2 separate regions of the Gossypium hirsutum genome follow, and region 2 is linked to region 1. The links are chromatin contacts, called in public Hi-C maps. All regions are on one chromosome and are shown on one strand. Each heading gives the region's core, a stretch centred on a gene start, on an enhancer-like site or on the middle of the called end of the contact. The rest is flanking DNA. Distances are from core to core; before and after follow the strand shown.

What was found. A called contact is a pair of places that touch in the nucleus more often than the background predicts.
Region 2: a contact with region 1 is called in a Hi-C map of leaf, with 3 times the contacts expected there. The contact joins the enhancer-like site here to the promoter of LOC107897846 in region 1. A contact is called at or near these places in 12 of 34 Hi-C or Micro-C datasets (anther, cotyledon, leaf and 2 more).

What each region holds. Positions count from the first base shown.
Region 1 is chrA11:20,356,078-20,359,418 of Gossypium_hirsutum_v2.1, forward strand. It overlaps LOC107897846 (zinc transporter 5), which reads right to left and starts at 1,515. Exons shown (of 3, transcript XM_016823427.2): 1 at 602-1,515; 2 at 365-514; 3 at 1-285. The coding sequence starts at 1,216.
Region 2 is chrA11:20,423,813-20,427,153 of Gossypium_hirsutum_v2.1, forward strand. No RefSeq gene overlaps it. Among protein-coding and RNA genes, the nearest start is that of LOC121203552, 15 kb to the right of the region's middle. Within about 2 kb of position 1,544, at least 3 of the 9 cell types and tissues checked have an H3K27ac peak or open chromatin away from gene starts, as enhancers often do. A contact at or near this core is called in leaf, where this site is marked.

The DNA of each region.
Region 1 (3,341 bases), core at 265-2,764:
AGACATAAGACCAGCCCCAAGGAGAAGAGAAACACTGGCTCCAACTTGAAGTATTCCATTGCTTTGTAACTTTGGGTTCATGAAATCAGCGGCTAGAAGATCCACCAACGCCATGTATATTAAGATCCCAGATGATGCCGCGTTCAATAACCCTTCCACAATCAGTGCCGTTGGGCTGTTCTCATCGTATGCATTTGTTATTACTATTCCTATAGCGATTCCTACTGGTGTTGTCAGCGAGAAAAACAGTGACATGATTGCAACCGATCGACCCTTGAATTTAGCCTTTAAAAAACCATTCAATGCTAATGAATACAACAAACTCCTGACGAAGAGTAGGTCTTAAGCATGGGTTTGAATTTACCTGAGAAATGCATCCACCAAGTCCCATGCCTTCGAAGAACTGATGAAAGGTGAGTGCTGCCACCAAAGGTTTTATAGTCTTTGGACTTTCTGAAGCACCCAATGATATCCCTATGATCACAGAGTGCACCACTATGCCCAATTCCAATACCTTTGAACATCAATCAGACAAACAGTTACAGAAAATATAGAAAAAAATAACAAAAACCAAAATCACGATTGATGAAATAAAATTTACCTGAGAGACTACTCGATGCCGAAGGAGCTGAGCTGAATCTGCACGCTCAAGCATAGAAACAGAACCATGAGAATGGCCATGGGTGGCATGAGTATGAACATGCAGATGATTTTCGGTTTGCTCTGTTTTCTCTTCATCACCCTCGTGGTTCTGTTGGGTTTTGTGAAGGTGAGATTTGGTGTAATGAGATGTAGCAAACACATCAACCATCAATGTGCCAATGGCCGCCGTCATAGCCAACAGTCCGGCGAACGGAAACTTTCCCCAAGGATTCTCATTGAGGCAAGGAGATGTTAAGCTTTCAGTGGCATCCGGAAGAACATGGATGAAGCCGGTGGACAAGATCACACCGGCGGCGAAAGCTTTGATTAAGAAAAAAAGATTTTTATCGGGACGTAAAGCCTCGATGACATTCCCTAGCAGAGGGAAGCAAACACCGATGGCTCCCGCAACGAGGATGGAGGCTATGGCAGCTATCTTATATTTAAGCGCTAGAGACTTATTGCGATCTTCATCTTCTGGTTCACAGGTACATTCCCCTTGTACTAGGGAAGGAATCAGGATTAAAAAGCAGCAAAAAAAGGTCATAAGCTGAGGTTGTTTGAAGTTGATCATGGCTGCAGCTGAAAACAGAGCCCAACTCAATTCAGAAGCTCAGTGAAGAGTTTCAAAATTTGAATATTGAAGATGGGAGAGGGAGTGAATATATTTATATATCTGATAATGGAGAGGATAGAGATTGTTTAGAGATGGAAGCCGAAACCTGTAAAGATTTGATACCTAGTTTAGGGAAAGAAAACATGAAATCTGAAATCATTAAGGCCCCATGATATGGACTTCCAAACAGCAGGTTTTGGTTTGGCTACATAAAAGTCTGATTTGGAAAAGTCAACTAAAGAAATATAAATGCAATATTACAACTAAAAACTCTTTTTTTTTTCTTTCTTAAATAAACGCTAAAAGATAAATAGTAAAAAACAGAATAAAAGATTATTTTCTTAATTTGAAGAAACAATTAATTGCAAATTTGAAGGTAATAGTTGATGGTAGGATGAGAGCAGAAATGAAGATTAAATTTATGATGGCAATGAAATCGTAAATCAAGGACTTAATATTCAATAATTAAAAAAAAAAGAAAAGGGTTTCCTAATAAAAAGGGTGAAATGAGAGATTACGGTGAAGACTTGGAGATGCTGAGAGATGTCGAAATAGTGTCGACATAGAAAGAGTTAAATAAGAAGATTGAAAGCATTCCCACTGTCCAAGTCATGCTTTAATGGAGTCAATTAAATTAGAATGTCGATATATATTACATGTGCGTGGCTTGTTCTCAAGAAAGGTAATATTGACATAAAGTTTAAGAACATAAAAGATGCCTAATATCATTTTCATCACCCCATAATCATCATCAAAATATATACACTATTAATACCTGAAACTTTAGACATATTGGTTTGTTTGGAAGAAAGTAGCATGAGAATCACATTTGTAAGCTAAAATCCAAACCAAAATAACAAGAATATAGACTAGGAATAAAGAGATTATCTTGATATGAAGCACTTCATTAAGAGGCTTATGAATGCTACAGCTGAGAACAGGGGGCATGCTAATAAACAATCGAATTGCATGAACCAAACCTTAATTTCATGCACCAACCAACTAAAACCAAACCAACCTTAATTCTGTATAAATTTCTAAAACTTCTTTTTTCAATTTTCAGAAATTATATATGTAAACTTATTCTCCATCATATATATATGTTTTGGGTTTATCCGGGGGAAAAAAAGGGTATTGATTGTTTTAGTGGTTGTGAAGAAAAGAGAATCTGAGATGAGGTAGTTCAAATCATTAGTCAATTCTATTTTTTAATGTTCCAACTTGTTTACTTTGAAACACAAACCAAAAGTATTATATTCTAATATGTAAATTTTGGAACCCTAATACATTCTTACAAATTTTTATTTTCATTAAAATATATAACAGTGATTGTGAAGTAGAGAGGGCCAATTCCCTTGGGAAAAAAAACAAACTAGAGAGGACCAAGCTTAGCTTTAGCTTAAACAATGCTATCTTGAGGACCTACTTGTTTCTTAAGGCCGTTTTTCCTTTTATATTTCACTTTTTTTAGTGTAACATTTTATTTAAATTTTCTATTAATGTGGACTTTTGTAAACCATAATTGTAGCTGATATTCTCAGTTCACTATTATATCATTTTGTTTGTATATGATATGTTATAAAAAAAATCAGATTTTTCCTTTTAATTTTCAACATTTTTAGTTAGATTTAAATCTATTCAGAAAGCAAAAGCTGAAAATTAAGAAAAAAAATATGATTTGTCATTCCTTATAAAGTTATTGATCAATTTAGCAAAAGTATCCCAAAACTTTCGATTACAAATCATATAATTTCTTTAATTATTATCATGTAATTTTTATTCTTAATTAAAAATCAATAATTTATCTTAACTTTTTTATCCTTAATTAATAATTTAATATATTTTTTAAACATATATATACTTTATATAATGTCTATCCTTATTTTTTATACTTTCTTAATACATCTTAATAAATATATCTAATTTTTATCTTTAATTAATAATTTAATATGTATAATTTAATATATATGTAATATAAAGTAACAAGCATGAGTATTTTAATAAATTTTGAGTTTTAGGTTAGTTTTTTTAGTTTCAAAATACTTCTTTATATTATGAATATCTTATTAAGTGGATGTCCATC
Region 2 (3,341 bases), core at 294-2,793, 68 kb after region 1:
GATGGAAAACATATTTATTTTTTAATCAATTTTATGTTATTTTAAATTTCTAATTTAGGTATTTTTATAATATAATATAATTTAGATTATAAAAAAGTAAATACATTTTTAATTAATAATATAAAAAAATACTAAGAGAGTTAAATTACCTTATTAAATGGTTTTAGAAGTATAATAGATTAAGTCATGTATAATGTTAATACATTTTATTTTAAAAAATAATCATTGTATTTTTAAAATTCTTGAAATGATGAATTATTTAATACTGTTGTGATTTAGCGATTAAGTGATAATGCTGTAATCACCTACTTTGAAACCCAAATCATATTTAAAAATAACTTATTGTTAAAATATCACTTCAGCTGGAAGCCTAAATTTGCGGGATGTACCATCTACATGTACTTATATCAATTCTTATATCAATTCAATAGGGCCAATGAAAAATATTAGGTGGTAATTAAGTTTATTTAAAATAAAAATATTAATTTTAAAATTTTAAAATAAAAATATTATAATATTAAATATTTAAAAATATTTTTTATTTTGACCAACTATGGACCGGCATTGGTTGACCCGCCGCATAGTATTATTAGAATACGGTATGTGTCCTTTTTAAATTTTTTAATAGTATATATTATATTGATTAAAATTCATATATAATATAAAAATTTTAAAAATTTTTGAAAATTAATGTTTTTTATAAAATTATAAAATGTACAATTGTAAATTTTAAAAAGTTAAAATAATTTATAAAAATTGAAAATTGTTATACTAATTTAAAAAAAAAGTAACTGCAAAAGAAGAAGAAGAAGAAATTTAATTACTTTTTAGAATTTTATAAATAAATTTTAATTTTAAACCTTTTAAATTTTTTTATAATTTTTACATATTTTGTAACAATTTTATTAATTTCAACTATTTTTTCAATTATTGTAAATTTGATTTTTATAATTTTTTTACAATTCATATAATTTTTCTAGATTTTTTATATATTTATAAATTTTTATATATTTATTTCTATTTTTTATATCTTTTAGTGTGAATATACATTTAATAAAAAATTAAATAAAAATGGTATGTAGCATTTTTTTTAATTGGTTAACGTGGGTAAAAGAAAAACACTAAAGAATATAATAAATACATACTTTAGGCAATCATGAAAATGTAAAAGTGGGAAAGTTAAGAGAAGCACCACTACGCATACTAATAGGGTGGAGCTTTTTGTTTTCTGCTTTCACTTTTCATCAAGACGAATTTTTGATACAAGTCTAATTGCAGTAATGGAATCTGCAGGGTCAATCCTGTAGGAATTTTAACCCCAAAAAAACTGTTCACATTTATATATCTCATTTTTAAAGAGAGAATGTAGTTTCAAATATTAAAAATAATGTGATTGCAAGAGACAATAATCAACCAAATAGAAAATGCTTTGTTTTATATTTATTATTCCTATCCCTATCCTTTGCAGCCATAGTTTGAGTGTAGTAATGTAGGCTTGGTCAAATGAGATGGCGCCCGGCCACAGCTAATTATGGGAGTGGACTTGACTTTGGTTATTGTGTCTGGTCTGTTTTGGTATCAAATTCCAAGTCTTCTGCCCATCCCATGGCCCCCTCTGAACCATGCAGTTTTAGGACTATGACCAAACAGACGTTGTCTCATTCTAATAAACTCCAATTTTCCACTAACATACGACGACTAACATGCAATTGCGGTTTCAGTGGCTCCCATCCCCACCTCTCTTTCATAGGATTACGTATACCACAACCTTTTTACCATCCCCTTCAACTATCCATTTTTAGATTTTTTATGCCCCAACTTTGTTTAACTTTTACATGATTTACATTTGTTTAATTTTATATTTTTATTAGTTTTAAATATTTTTAAAAACCATAATTACTTGATCAAAATAAATTCATTAAATATATTTTTCCAAATTTCATTAATTAAATACAGAACGAAAAATATTATCCTATACAAAATTTTAAGTACATGAAAAATGCAATTATATTATTTTTTTTATAAACATAAAATCCAATTATTGTCATGCATATTATCATCTTATACACTAATGGTAATTTGTTCTTAATTTCACAAGCTGCTGATTATGAAGCTACTATATATCTTATTTATTTCTTATCTTTTAAATCTGTCAACTGTAAACATGTGACAACATCTTCACTTTAAAATCCCCTTTATCAATGTATAACATATAATATGCATATTTTAAAAAGAAAGTGGGTTGGGGAAAGACTAAACCTAGGAAAGTTAATTTTAAAATTTTAAATGAGATTAAATGATATGATTTTGGTGTGTACTGATAAAGTTATCCAAACATTTCATTAGTGGGATGCTGCATGCTTGGAACTCATTAATGATTTTACACAAAACTGAGATTGGGATGTTCTAAATGCAGTCAAAATCAAAGCTACAAAACATAATCAATAAAAATCACAGTAATAATTACTATTATACAGGATGAGAATGCAAACCTCATACTCAAGATAGCCAATAACCCAAAAGTCCCAATTTATAAACACAAAACTTCATGTAATATATATTGCTAAAATTTATTAACAACACTAGACAATAATGGCTTTTTTCATTATAAAAATTCCCAATATTTTTTATTATTTATGAAAATGATTCACCCTAAAAATTATGTATGTAAATGATTCGTTTTGATCAACAAACTTCGATACCATTATTGCCATTAGCAGCAGCACCCATCACAATCACCCAATGATTGGCCTGTGGAATTAAAAAATAATTTTTTTTGCGTGTCGCCGTTGACATAACAACACTAGTATGTGTATTTGTAAACCCGCTTAAAAATATTGATATTCTAGAGAAAAAAAGAAAAATATATATATTTTAATGGGTTTCATCGTTGCCATTGGTGGCGATAGTGTTTTTATTTTGAAAAAATGAATGTTGCCGTCTAATATTTTTTTTTTAAAATGTGAGGCTGAAATGAAAAAAATAAGAAGATGGAATCGAAGCCTTGAGGAGATAGGCTTTGCAATGGATGCAACGGCAACAAGGTGGATCATTGGTCGAGTGAAATAAAGAAAGGAGATCAGGAAGCAATTGGTCGGTCGAATCATATGAAGGGACGTTTGCTTGCTTGCAAAATGAGATTTGGAGTTGGGCTATTAAATCTTCAAAGAAGAGAAATAGAGAAAAGAGGGGAAGAGAATATGAAAGAAAACTACAAAAAAGATAATGAAACCGGAAAAAAAATGAAGGGAAGAAAACAAATTAATGATGTGGGGATGAAAGAGGCATAATGATGCCAGAGGATAGAGGAAGAAGATGAAAGGGTAAGGAGAAGAAAGAGG